Regions from separate parts of the Sus scrofa genome. Here regions 1, 3 and 4 are each linked to region 2. The links are chromatin contacts, called in public HiChIP or PLAC-seq and promoter capture Hi-C maps. All regions are on one chromosome and are shown on one strand. Each heading gives the region's core, a stretch centred on a gene start, on an enhancer-like site or on the middle of the called end of the contact. The rest is flanking DNA. Distances are from core to core; before and after follow the strand shown. Region 1 holds the start of SLC9A8 (sodium/hydrogen exchanger 8). Region 2 holds the start of B4GALT5 (beta-1,4-galactosyltransferase 5). Region 3 has its middle 48 kb from the start of PTGIS. Region 4 overlaps B4GALT5 (beta-1,4-galactosyltransferase 5).

Region 1 (3,013 bases), core at 79-2,578, 67 kb after region 2:
CCTGGATAACTGGTTTCCATTCTTGCCCGTCCACTCCGCCACCCCCCCACCCCCAGCTTTCCACAGTACTCCTCTTTTCAAAAACTTTCTGTTTCCTAACACTTCTGGAATTGACTAACTTTTTACTTATTCAAGGATCATTTGTTCTTGAGTATTTACTACGTGCCAGGTATTGTTCTCAGCACTGGAGATAAACAGAGAACAAATGCCTCCGCATTCCCAAGTTTACATTCTCGCCGAGAGAAGAGACTATAGGAATACATGAGTAAAATATACAATATGCTCACTGTTATGGAGGAAAATAACACAGAGCAGGGGAGAGGGTTTCGATTTTAGATAGGATGGTCAGGGAAGGCATAACGGACAAGGAAAGGATAAACCGAAAGCCTGAAAGTGGGAAAAGTGGGAACCAAGGGGAAACCTAGGAGCCGAGTATTCTAGAATAAGGGCTCAGCTAGTGCAGAGGTGGAAGCGTTCCCGGTCTCAGGTATTCCAAGGAAGGCACTGTGACTACAGTGGAGAGTGTGCACCTCAGAAGGTAGAGGTGATACGGTTGGGTCCTGTAGGTTCTCCAAAATTTTTCCCCTCTGATTAAGACTGGAAGCCAGTATAGGCTTTGAGCAGCAGAGTGACTGGGAAGTTTAAAAGGATCACTGGGACAGCTGTGTGGAAAAGCTGAAGGAATAAGGGCAGATAGGAAGCTATCAAAGCTGTTGAGATGTGATGGTTTCAACCAGGAAGGGAGGTACCAACTCCCCTGATGGGGTCCTTCCTATCCCTCCAACCTCACCTTGTTCCTTCCTGTATCCCCACCCCTACAGACCACTGCCAGACACAAATAGGCGTCTAATGAGCATCTGCTGACACAGGGAAAAAATAATGAATGATCCATCTCTAGGTCATTATCATCTGCTTTAAGGATAGGCGTAGAGTGAGAACTCAACGTTGACAGAAGGATATTGCACAATCCTGCACAAACACAAGTGGCTAGTTCTCTTTACGGCTGGGGAAAACAGATTGGGTAAGTATACCCCTGGGGTCCCTCTACGTTAGAAGCTTCCTTCCCAATTTTAGCATGGTGAAGCCCTGGCACTGGATGGAAAGAACTTGCTCTTAGGGTGAGTCACAGTGACCTCACAGGTCAAACGTCCCCCAAACGTCCCTACCCTGTGGAAGGGCAAAGCCGGAACCTCGTGAGGCCCCAGGGTCAAGAGACGGAGGCCGGACACACATCCTGAAAGTTCCCACAGATTTCGCCCCCGCCCCCCACGAGTCTCCTCCCACCCTCGGGCCATAGAGACGAAGGGACAGAAATGCCGCCCTCGCGCAGCCGAGACCCCGCCCCCCGCTCGTCGACCCGCCCGCGCCTCCAGCGGAAGCCGGAAGCACAAGCGGGCCCGCTAGCCCCGCGGCTCCGAACTCGGTGGTCTCGGAGGCTCGGCCGGATGGGGGAGAAGATGGCGGAAGAGGAGTGAGTGGGCTTTTCCCGGGCGGCGGAGGCGGCAGGGCTGGGCCCCATCGGGTGACGGCGAGCACCTCAGGCCGCCCTCCGGCCCCCGAAGGCGGAGCTCCTTGTGCTGGTTGGCCAGGACTGACCGTGCCGGCCCCTGCGAGGAGGGCGGGAGGGACGGGCCTGGGCCCTGCAGCCTCCTTGAGGTTGGACCCTCGGGCTGGGGATCGGCTGCCCAGCGTAGGTCTCGAAAGCCGTCTTGCGCAAACTGCAACCCAAATTTCACTTTCCCAGTTTTCGGTCATCTGATTTCGCAGCGCTCCGCCGCCTCCAGAAAGTCACCCACGCGCTCCCCATAAGTAGCCAGCCGCCTCCTCCATTGTAACGATCATTTTTCATATGTTTCTTTTCACTGAATCTTATCTGTTCATTAACTAGCCATCTAATCTTTTGCGGCCCCTGGTCTCATGGTAGTGACGGAGGCCGACCAGGAGCGGCTCTCAGAGAGCTTCCGTGTTAGTGGGGAAAAAAGACCATAAATAGCATGCTTTCAGTGCTCTGAAAGAAACGCAGTGGCATTAGGGTGCAGGGGGCTTCTCAGAAAGAGGTGGTGTGCCAGATGAAACCTTTATGACCAGAAGGAGGGGTGGGAGAGGAACAAGCAGGTGCAAAAACCTAGAATCTAGAAAGAACTGAGTGCCTTTTTGAGGGACGAAGGCAGGATGGCAGGAGTGTAGTGAGCAGGGGGGCTAGCTGTACAAGATGAGGTAAAGGGAGTGGGGTTATCTGTCCTCCAGGTACTTCTGGAGAAGGACCACTCTTAGTCCATCTACCCACCTGCCAGGCACAGTCTATTGCAGGTTATAGATGCCCTATCTATGTTTGTGGAATGAGTATGTAAAAAGTAACAAGGAATCAACCAGTGGTTGAAATTTGACTTCCTCACCTGACAACATTTCATGTATGTCTTTTGGCCTGGTGGTCATTTTATTTAGTCAGCTTACTTCGGCATATGGAAGTTCACAGCAACACCAGATATGGGCTGCATCTGCAATCTACACCACAGCTCATGGCGACGCCAGATCCTTAACCCAGTGATCGAGGCCAGGGATCAACCTGTGTCCCCGTGGGTACTAGTCAGGTTCGTTGCTGCTGAGCCAGGATGCGAACTCTGTAGTCAGCTTACTTGTTGATCATCTTCTCTGTCCCAGACACTAAACTGGGCCTCAGCAGCACAAAGCAAAAGAGGTCATATGGCCCAGTGATTTCCAGTTTGGTTTCAGAGCTTGTTTCTGCCGATAACAGTGATATTTGCCAAGTTATATGTTTCAGAGCCTGCTATTCATGAGTGAAAGAGAGAAAGTAGTAGTACCCTACCTCAGACTTGTTATGCCTATTAAGTAGGTTATGTTAAGTAGATTGTGTGTTATCTGGCCCCTGGAATAAAACATTAGTTGTTCTGGAGTTCCCGTTGTGGCTCAGTGGTTAACGAATCCGACTAGGAACTATGAGGTTGCGGGTTTGATCCCTGACCTCGTTTAGTGGGTTAAGGATCTGGCGTTG
Region 2 (2,700 bases), core at 196-2,695:
TGGGGCACTCAGGGGTTAGCAGACTGAAGGGGGGGACCTCCTCGGGGGGTAGGCCGGGGAATGCCACCCTAAAAGGAAAGCGATCTGTCCATCAGGAGGAGGAGGACCTGGAGGTGGATGTAACAAGCGAAAGTGGAGGGAAAAAAGGGTAGGGAAGGAGAGCAGGAAACGGGAGAGTCACCAGGGAGGAGAGAGGAGAAGGATGGATGGGAACGGGGAAGGTGGGACGCCTCGAGACCCGGGCACAGGGGCTCCGCGAGGAGAGGCAGGCGGGCCGCGGAGGTTCGGGGTCCGCGGAATGCCGGGAACCCGGGCTGAAGGAGACCCCGGGGAGGGGGAGCGGCAGCTCAGGAGCCGAAGAGCGGAAAGTGAGGGTTCTAGGAGGCCAAAGCGAGAATGAGGGCGTCCTGGCACGACGAGGGTGTGTGTGAAGACACAGTCGGGTTCGCGCCCGGATGGGGTTAAAGGAGGGCAGGAGGTGGGTGGGAGGATGTTGTGGGGAGGAGGGTTCCAGAGCCCGTCGGGGTGCAGAGAGCGGGAATGTTCTGGGGTCCCCCGAGGTCCAGGCGTAGGGTCTCCCAAGGGTCGGGCGGGGGTCCCGGTAATCTTCTGAGGGCCAGGCTTGAGGTCGCCTTCCAGCCGGGGGTCTTCCGAGAGCTGGGGTCTCCTTGGGGCGGGGCGGGGGTTTCCAGGGTCCCCTCGAGGCCAGAGCGACACCCCCCCGGGGTCCCAGGCCCCCTTCCTACCTATGCCGGGAGCCACATAGACGAAGTAGAGCAGCGAGGACGAGAGCGAAAAGAAGAAGAGAGCGGCGAGCAGCGAGCGGCGCGGCAGCCGCAGCAGCCCCCGGCGGACGCGCATGCTGCAGCCGGGCGGCCGCTCAAGGGCCGGGCCGGGCCTGCTCCCGCCGCTCCCCGTCCGCCGCCTCCTGGGCCGCCGCCGCCGCCTCCTGGGCCTCGGCCACCACCTCCCGGGCCTCGCCGGCCGCCGCTCTCCGCCGCCTCGCCGCTCCTCGCCGCCGGCCGCCGCGGGCCCGGCCACATGAAGCGGGCGGGGGCCTGAGCGGCCCCGAGCGAGCGCAGCGGCGGGGGCGGGGCAGGGCGGGCCTCGGGGGCGGGGAGGGGGCGGGGCCAGTGCCGCAGGGCACCGTCGCAAAAGATCAGCGCGCGCGCTCACCGCCCGACCCCCTCTTTGGCCCCGGCGGCGGCGCGGTGGCCCGCCGGGAACGTCGCCAAAAGGCGACAGCCCCTCTCCTGGCGCGGCCACCGCCCTGGCTTTCGGGGAGCGTCGCTCAAGTGCCTGTCGGCTCCGCGCTTGGGCGCCCCCAACCTGGGAGCCAAGGGATCGTCTGCAATGCCTGACGCGGCTGGTCACCCACTGCGACAGAAAAGCAGGGATTGTAGGAATATGGGCTCGGGTATACACCTTCATTCATTCATTCATTCATTCATTCATTCAAATCAGCATCTATTGAAAGCAGACATATGCCAGACACCATTATTGGCGCTGGGGATGCTTAGAGACAAAACAGACAAAATCCTTGTCTTCTTGAACTTAACACTCAAATGGGAGGAGAAAAAGAAACAAATCAATTCATAATACCAGGTTCTGATAAGTGATGAACACAATAAAACAGGGGAATATGTTGGAGGAATAATGTGGTCAGGGAAGGCCTCACTGATGGGTGACAGACAGGAGAAGAAACGTAAAAGGGTGAACAGTAGATGCAAAGCCTCTGAGGTTAAAAAGACTGATCTGACCCCAGGTAGACTCAAAGCAAGCATAGATAAAATCCAGTAGGGCAGGGAGAATGGCAGGGATGAGGCTGTAGATATGGGCAGATTCCACATACCAAAGAATCACAAGCAGCAGTGTTGATAAGTTATTAATGTGAAGACCTGCCCTTAAGATACACTGGGCTTTACTTACCACATTAATCACCCCAACAACCCGAAGATGTGCGCTCTTATTCCTATTGTACAAATGAGGAAACTGAGGCTCTGTGATGGAGAAGCAATTCACCTAATCCTTGCAGTAACGGCTTAAGTAAAAAAATGACCTGGAAGTTCCCATTGTGGCTCAGCGGTAATGAGCCGGACTGATATCCATGAGGATGTGGGTTCAATCTCTGGCCTTGCTCAGTGGGTTAAGGATCTGACATTGCCATGAGCTGTTGTATAGGTCACAGACTCAGCTCGGATCTGCCATTGCTGTGGCTGTGGTGTAGGCTGGCACTGCTGCTCTGATTCGATTTCTATCCAGAGAACTTCCATATGCCGTGGGTACAGCCCTAAAAAGCAAACAAACAAACAAACAAAAAACCCTATCTTGGAGTTTCTGCTGCGGCGAAACGGGGTTGGCAGCATCTCTGGAGCCCTGGGATGCAGGTTTGATCCCCCAGCTGGCACAGGCAGAGCGGGCTAAGGATCCAGCATTGCCACAGCTGCAGCATAGGTTGCAACTGTGGCTCAGATCTGAACCCACGCCCGGCAACTCCATAAGCCAAGCAGCGGCCAAAAAAGAAAAAGAAGAAAAGAATGTACCTGTCTCCCAAAGCACTCTTGACCACCAGGTTGTAAGTGCCTTGACTATTCCTCTAGCTCCTAATTCCCATCCTGAATACAAACTGGTATCCTACTCCAGAGGACAGTGTGGAACCATATCCAAAATAATGCTTTAGGATCAGCTCCAAGCCAGAAG
Region 3 (2,711 bases), core at 1-2,500, 87 kb before region 2:
GGAGGCGGATGGGGAGGAATGGGGAGAGTGAGAAGCAAATCTGCTGCTTTATTTTTCTTTTTTGGCCGCCCCAAAGCATGTGGAGCTCCTGGGCCGGGGGTCAGATTTAAGACCTAAGCGGCAGCTGCGGCAACACTGCATCCCTAACCGGCTGTGCAGGACCAGGGATGGAACCTGCGTCCCAGCACTCCCAAGACGCTGCTGGTCCCGCTGCACCACAGCGGGAACCCCTAAATCTCCTGCTCTTAGTTTTAGAAAGAAGAGGGACCAGGAAAGATGTTAGGGTGAGGGCTCCCACTTCTACAACCAGAACTCCCAGGGGCAGGCTCTTTGCTTCTCCGGGACTCCATTTCCTTAGCAGTGGTTCATGTTTTGTAAGGACGCATTGAGAAGCTAAGAAGACGGTAGCTGGGTAGGCAACCTTTCCTCTCTCTCTCATAAAAATATAAAATACAAAACAAATATTTTAACACCTGCTATCACGCCCTGCCCTGAATGGCCAGGAGAGCCCTCAAGAATTTACCAGGTAGAGGGTAAGATAGCTAATAAACCAGTGAACACACAAATGAACAAGGGGACTGAGTCATCTGGTGATGAGGTGTAAAGAAAAGTCACACAGAACTGGGACGGTCGGCTGCTGCAACCTGGGTGTTCAGGGAAGACACCCGAGGTCGAAGGAGTGCTCCCAGCAGAGGGCAGAGCCAGGGAACACACCCCGAAACTAATGTCCCCAAACAACGTCAGCTTTAAATGCACTCCAATTCTTGACTTGCTACCTTACCTAAGCAGTGCCAGACTCACATACAAAATTTAACCTTTTAAGCTGAATTCGTTGGCCAAGATGCTGGCACAAATTTTCCTGCAAAGCTAGACCGCAAGCAGTTTAGACTTTGGGGTTCATACATAGTCCCAGTCACAAGTCAACCCCTCACTTCTGCCACTTTAACTGGAAGCTGCCGGAGACAAGATGTGAACCAATGGGCATGGCTCTTTGCCAATAAAACTTTATTTACAAAAACCGGCAGCAGGCTGGCCAGAGTTTGCCAACCCTTGAGTTAGGCTAAAAATTAACAGAACCATGAATGGTGAAGGAGGATCACAGAGCAAGAAAAGAGTCCAGGAAAAAATAGAGGCAACGACATGTACTGGCCGGTTTATCAGCTTGTATCACATAATAGCAAAGCCGTAGAAGGAAGTCCAACCGCCCAACAAGAACAGACAGAGCTGCCAGGCTCTGCGGACACAAAGGAAAAGGAAGTGACAACAAAGAGTGACAGGTTACACAGAAACACGGAAAAGCAAGGCTGACAATGAAGAAAGGACACACCACAGGAAGGAGGTGCCGATTACAATATAGAATTGTACACGTTTTGATCCTGGCCCACGGCTGCAGAGAGCTACCTGCAGACTGCGTGCAGTGGTGACGGCGGGGACATGATGTTTTCGTAGCTCTCATTCTGCCTCCACAAATGATCACAAACAGAACGGAGGCAAAACTTTTTTTTTTAATTTACAAATTGATTCCACAAATATGTAATAAAGACCTACTATGTTAGGGGCTACCAAGACTTAAAGTGGGGATAATGGCCACTCCTCTTGGATGGGGTTATTATTATTATTTTTTTTTTAGTGAAAACATTTCATAGGAAAAAAATGTATCTTTTTTTTCTGACTTAAAAGCCAAAACCATCTGGAAAGCTTGTTAATTTTAAAAACCTCATGAAGACAAAAAAGAAAAGAAAACGGATGGTATGGATGGGGTTATGGAGAAGAAGGATTTTATAGTAATTTTAAAAATGTTTAAATTGTAAAATATACATACATTAAAGTTACCCTCTTGACCATTTCGCATGGACAGTTCAGTATTGTGAAATACATTCACTGTTGTGGGACCCGTCTCCAGAACTTTTCATCTTGCAGAAATGAAATTCGATTGTGATGGAACAATAACCCTTCACTTCCCCTGCCCCCCCAGTCCCTGGCAACCACCACTCTACCTCCTGTCTTTATGGATTTGACTATTCTAGGAACCTCATGTAATGGAATCAGGCAGTATTTGTCTTTTTGTGAATAGCTTACTTCACTTACCATAATATCCTCAAGGTTCTTTTTTTTTTTCCCCTGACCTACAGCAGGTAGAAGTTACCAGGTCAGGGACTGAATCTGCACCACGGCATCAACCTGAGCCACTGCAGTGACAATGCCAGATCCTTAACCTGCTGCACAAAAAGAGAACTCAAATTTCCTTTGTTTTCAGGGCCGCACCTACAGCGTACAGAGGTTCCCAGGCTAGGGGTCTAATCGGAGCTACAGCTGCCGGCCTACTCCACAACCACAGCAACATGGGATCCAAGCCATGTCTGCAACCTACACCACAGCTCAGAGCAATGCCGGATCCTTAACCCACTGAGCGAGGCCAGGGATCGAATCCGCAACCTCATGGTTCCCAGTTGGATACGTTTCCGCTGTGTCACGATGGGAACTCCTTTTTTTGAGTGGGGGGCACACCTGAGGCATATGAAATTTCCTAGGCTAGGGACTGAATTAGAGCTGCTGCTGCCAGCCTACACCATAGCCACAGCAACACCAGATCCGAGCCGCCTCTGTGACTTACACCACAGCTCATGGCAACATCAGATCCTTAACCCACTGAGTGAGGCCAGGGATTGAACCTGCATCTTCATGGATACCAGTTGTGTTCTTAACCTGCT
Region 4 (2,948 bases), core at 124-2,623, 68 kb before region 2:
ATGTTTTGGCCAGACCGACAGCATACATAAGGCCAAGGATCAAACCCAAGCCACAGCAGTGACAACGGTGAATCCTTAACTGGGCTACCAGGAAACTCTGATAATTAAGTTTAACTAATTTTATCACCCTCCCCCAAAGAAGCCTTGGGCCCCCCATTAGCAGTGACTCCTCATTTCCCCCATTCTTCTCAACCCTATGCAACCACTGTTCTCTTTTCTGTCTCTATTCATCTGCCTATTCTGGTCATTTCACATAAATGGAATCATATATCTGGCATTGTCACTGCAGCAGCTCGGGTCACTGCTGTGGCATGGGCATCTCAATCCCTGGCTGGAACTTCAGCATGTGGCAGGTGCGGCAAAAACAACAAACCAAAAAACGGAGCCATACAGTACTCAGTCTAGCTTCTTTCACGGAGCGTAATGTTTTCTAGGGTCATCCATGTCCTCCCATATATCAGTGCGGCCTTCCCTTTTACTGCCAAATAGCATTCCCTTGTGCGCATGGATGTACCACATTTCATCTATCCTTTCTGCAGCTGACGGACATTCGGGTCGGAGCTAACTGGATTTTGCCATCTTTGCATCTCTCAACCACTGTTTTAGATTTAACCTCTTTAATTAGGAGGAAATGATACTCACAGATACATATACTTATCCAGTTTAGTTGCAAAGTGCCTTGGCATCTGTCCACATCCATAATAGTTACGATCGTTTTCTGGTATATGATCCACATCGTGAAAAACAAGACAGTCCCAGTCCAAGTCCTTCATTGCTTCTTGAAAACCCACATTAAAAAGCATGGCTCGATTAAAGGGTTGGGTGCCAACCTAAAAGAAGAACTTTATTTTTAAAAGGACTCTTGAAGCGCGATCTTGGCTGCCTCAGCCCCGCCTGAAGGAGAGCTTATTGAGAGACCTCTGCCAGAAGGGAGGTGGGTCCAGCCGCTCTCATCACTGACTTACAGTCACTTGACCTCTGGCCTCAACTTCCTCAGAAATAAAAAGGAGTGATAAGGATAAACTCAAGCTCCTCTCTCTCAAGGCTGTGTAAAGGCAGCCAGCCAGCCACATAACAGCATTCAGGAGAGTACCCAGCCCCAGAGGGAAGGAAGAACAACACTGCCATTTTTACCTGTGGCTCCTTATCTTAACTTGAGGGGAATTTCCTGGGTCTGGAGCCTAAAGACACCACCCAAAGCAGCTCCAGTAAAACCAGCACACAAGTGGCCTTTGTTCAAGGGTAAACAAAGTTCCATCCTGCACTCAGATCTGCTGGTATTGAGCAACATCTCAAACCAGGAGCACAGAACTGCTCTCTGGCGCCCTTCCTACCGCTGGGTGACTCAATCATTAGATTTCAGTTTTACTGGCTCTTTACACCGAGGACGGACTGGCTTGAAGCACTCTAAACTGCTGTCTCAGAAGAGAAAGAAGAGAGAAGGAAGGACCACTCACTTGCTCCACCACATAAAATGCAAACTGCAGGCGCTGGCGCTGGAGCATGGGAATCAGGTGTCGGAGCAGGACCGGGAGGTGCTCGTGGCGGTTCCGGAAGGGGATAAGGATTGCCACCTGCCGTGGGTCACAGCAAAAGAGGACACCTGTTAGTCCCCTCAACGGAGTGCCGTGGGAGGAGGGCACTCCTGCAGAATTGGGGACCAGCCTTTTCCTTAACTTCTCTACATGAAGACTTGTGCTGGCAAGTCGACCCTTGGAAGTAAGTGAATCTCGCTTTTACAGGCACCATAACATGCACACGGTGGGGCTGTGAATGAATCCGAGACCAGAACCCACATTTACACTCACTGTGACCCAGCACACAAATACATACCATATCCACAGACAGACGTATATTTATACATAAATGCTGGTCATTAAATTGATTTTACATTCTGGTGATGGGCTGGAAACACCGACCTGTCCCAGACATGCTTTGATCATTGCTGCACCACAACTTCTCACAGGGCTGGCACAGACCAAGTACTTCAATAAAGACTCGCTGAAAAGAAGGGACTTCGGCTGGTGTCACAGGCTTGATCGAGCCACACTCCTGACGTCTCCTGACGACAGTCACACAGGGCGAAACTAAACAGTTCTCAGTGTCGGGCTGGACAACTCGGCTTTTTATTCCACTAAACTCACAGCAGGATTGCCAAATAAGGCATGAAGTACCGAATTTGTGGGGCAGCTTCTGCAATTGCCTCATAGGAGACCTACCACTGCCAACTCCCCCACTCAGCCAATATCTCTGTGAGGAAGATAAGGGTCCGGCTGGGTCACCAGAACAAAGACTTTCTGTGGCTACACAAGAGCCCTTAGGGAAACCCATTCCTCCAATATGTTCCCGACAGATGCAACAATTTTGCATTAAGTAGCAAGGACGGTGCAAATTACAAAATGTCAGTGTGAAACCCTTGGGGATTCCAAAGACACCAAGTCCCAGGTAGGCTTCCCAGTACCTGCGGTCTGACCTCACCCCTACCTTCCACCGAGGCACGCAATCCGATGGCTTCCAGTGACCTCCAAGCTTGATGGCTGGGTCTTTAGAGAAGAGTTCATGGATGGTATCCATTCCAATTTCACTCATGTTTATGTCTATTGGGCCCTCTGCACAGAAAGGGGGAGGAAAATGATAATTAAGAGGCCTGAAAACAGTAGATTCTTGTTCCTACGTTCGGGGTTTTAATCTCTGCAGCGGTTCAGTGCTTTTTCAGCAGGTTGTGTTTCCAAAAGGGCTGGGGATCCTTTCCTCTGCTTTCCACTCAGTGCACTTCAGCTCATCAAGACTACTGGGGAAAACGGCAAATCAAGACATTAAGACTTCAGAGTTCTGCTTTCTGCCCAGGGTGTAGAAAGAAATTAAGGCTAAGTACAACAGCAGTTGAACTTCTCAAGAAGGAAGGAGAAAAGGGGTCAAGCTTCCTCTGTGTGCATTCTCTGTGTGCT

Evidence for each region. Promoter capture Hi-C pulls out the DNA fragments that hold promoters and counts their contacts. HiChIP or PLAC-seq counts read pairs in DNA pulled down with a chosen protein or histone mark.
Region 1: an H3K27ac HiChIP or PLAC-seq map of alveolar macrophages shows a contact between it and region 2. The contact joins the promoter of SLC9A8 here to the promoter of B4GALT5 in region 2. A contact is called at or near these places in 2 of 5 promoter capture datasets (fetal liver and liver), 14 of 47 Hi-C or Micro-C datasets (alveolar macrophages, blood, brain and 7 more) and 2 of 2 datasets of contacts at active chromatin or transcription factors (alveolar macrophages and skeletal muscle).
Region 3: a promoter capture Hi-C map of liver shows a contact between it and region 2, with 3 times the contacts expected there. The contact joins the enhancer-like site here to the promoter of B4GALT5 in region 2. A contact is called at or near these places in 3 of 5 promoter capture datasets (fetal liver, liver and skeletal muscle), 11 of 47 Hi-C or Micro-C datasets (adipocytes, blood, brain and 5 more) and 2 of 2 datasets of contacts at active chromatin or transcription factors (alveolar macrophages and skeletal muscle).
Region 4: a promoter capture Hi-C map of liver shows a contact between it and region 2, with 5 times the contacts expected there. The contact joins the enhancer-like site here to the promoter of B4GALT5 in region 2. A contact is called at or near these places in 1 of 5 promoter capture datasets (liver), 6 of 47 Hi-C or Micro-C datasets (blood, brain, epiblast stem cells and 2 more) and 2 of 2 datasets of contacts at active chromatin or transcription factors (alveolar macrophages and skeletal muscle).

The regions. Positions count from the first base shown.
Region 1 is chr17:51,400,176-51,403,188 of Sscrofa11.1, forward strand. It overlaps SLC9A8 (sodium/hydrogen exchanger 8), which reads left to right and starts at 1,329. Exons shown (of 17, transcript XR_002340027.1): 1 at 1,329-1,471. LOC106506057 (a long non-coding RNA gene) reads right to left here and starts at 1,284. Exons shown (of 3, transcript XR_001301039.2): 1 at 1,167-1,284.
Region 2 is chr17:51,333,121-51,335,820 of Sscrofa11.1, forward strand. It overlaps B4GALT5 (beta-1,4-galactosyltransferase 5), which reads right to left and starts at 1,446. Exons shown (of 9, transcript XR_002340099.1): 1 at 747-1,446.
Region 3 is chr17:51,246,736-51,249,446 of Sscrofa11.1, forward strand. No RefSeq gene overlaps it. Among named protein-coding and RNA genes, the nearest start is that of PTGIS, 48 kb to the left of the region's middle. Within about 2 kb of position 1,251, at least 18 of the 83 cell types and tissues checked have an H3K27ac peak or open chromatin away from gene starts, as enhancers often do. A contact at or near this core is called in alveolar macrophages, liver and subcutaneous adipose tissue, where this site is marked.
Region 4 is chr17:51,265,673-51,268,620 of Sscrofa11.1, forward strand. It overlaps B4GALT5 (beta-1,4-galactosyltransferase 5), which reads right to left. Exons shown (of 9, transcript XR_002340099.1): 4 at 1,920-2,609; 5 at 1,458-1,574; 6 at 643-830. Among named protein-coding and RNA genes, the nearest start is that of PTGIS, 67 kb to the left of the region's middle. Within about 2 kb of position 1,374, at least 24 of the 83 cell types and tissues checked have an H3K27ac peak or open chromatin away from gene starts, as enhancers often do. A contact at or near this core is called in alveolar macrophages and liver, where this site is marked.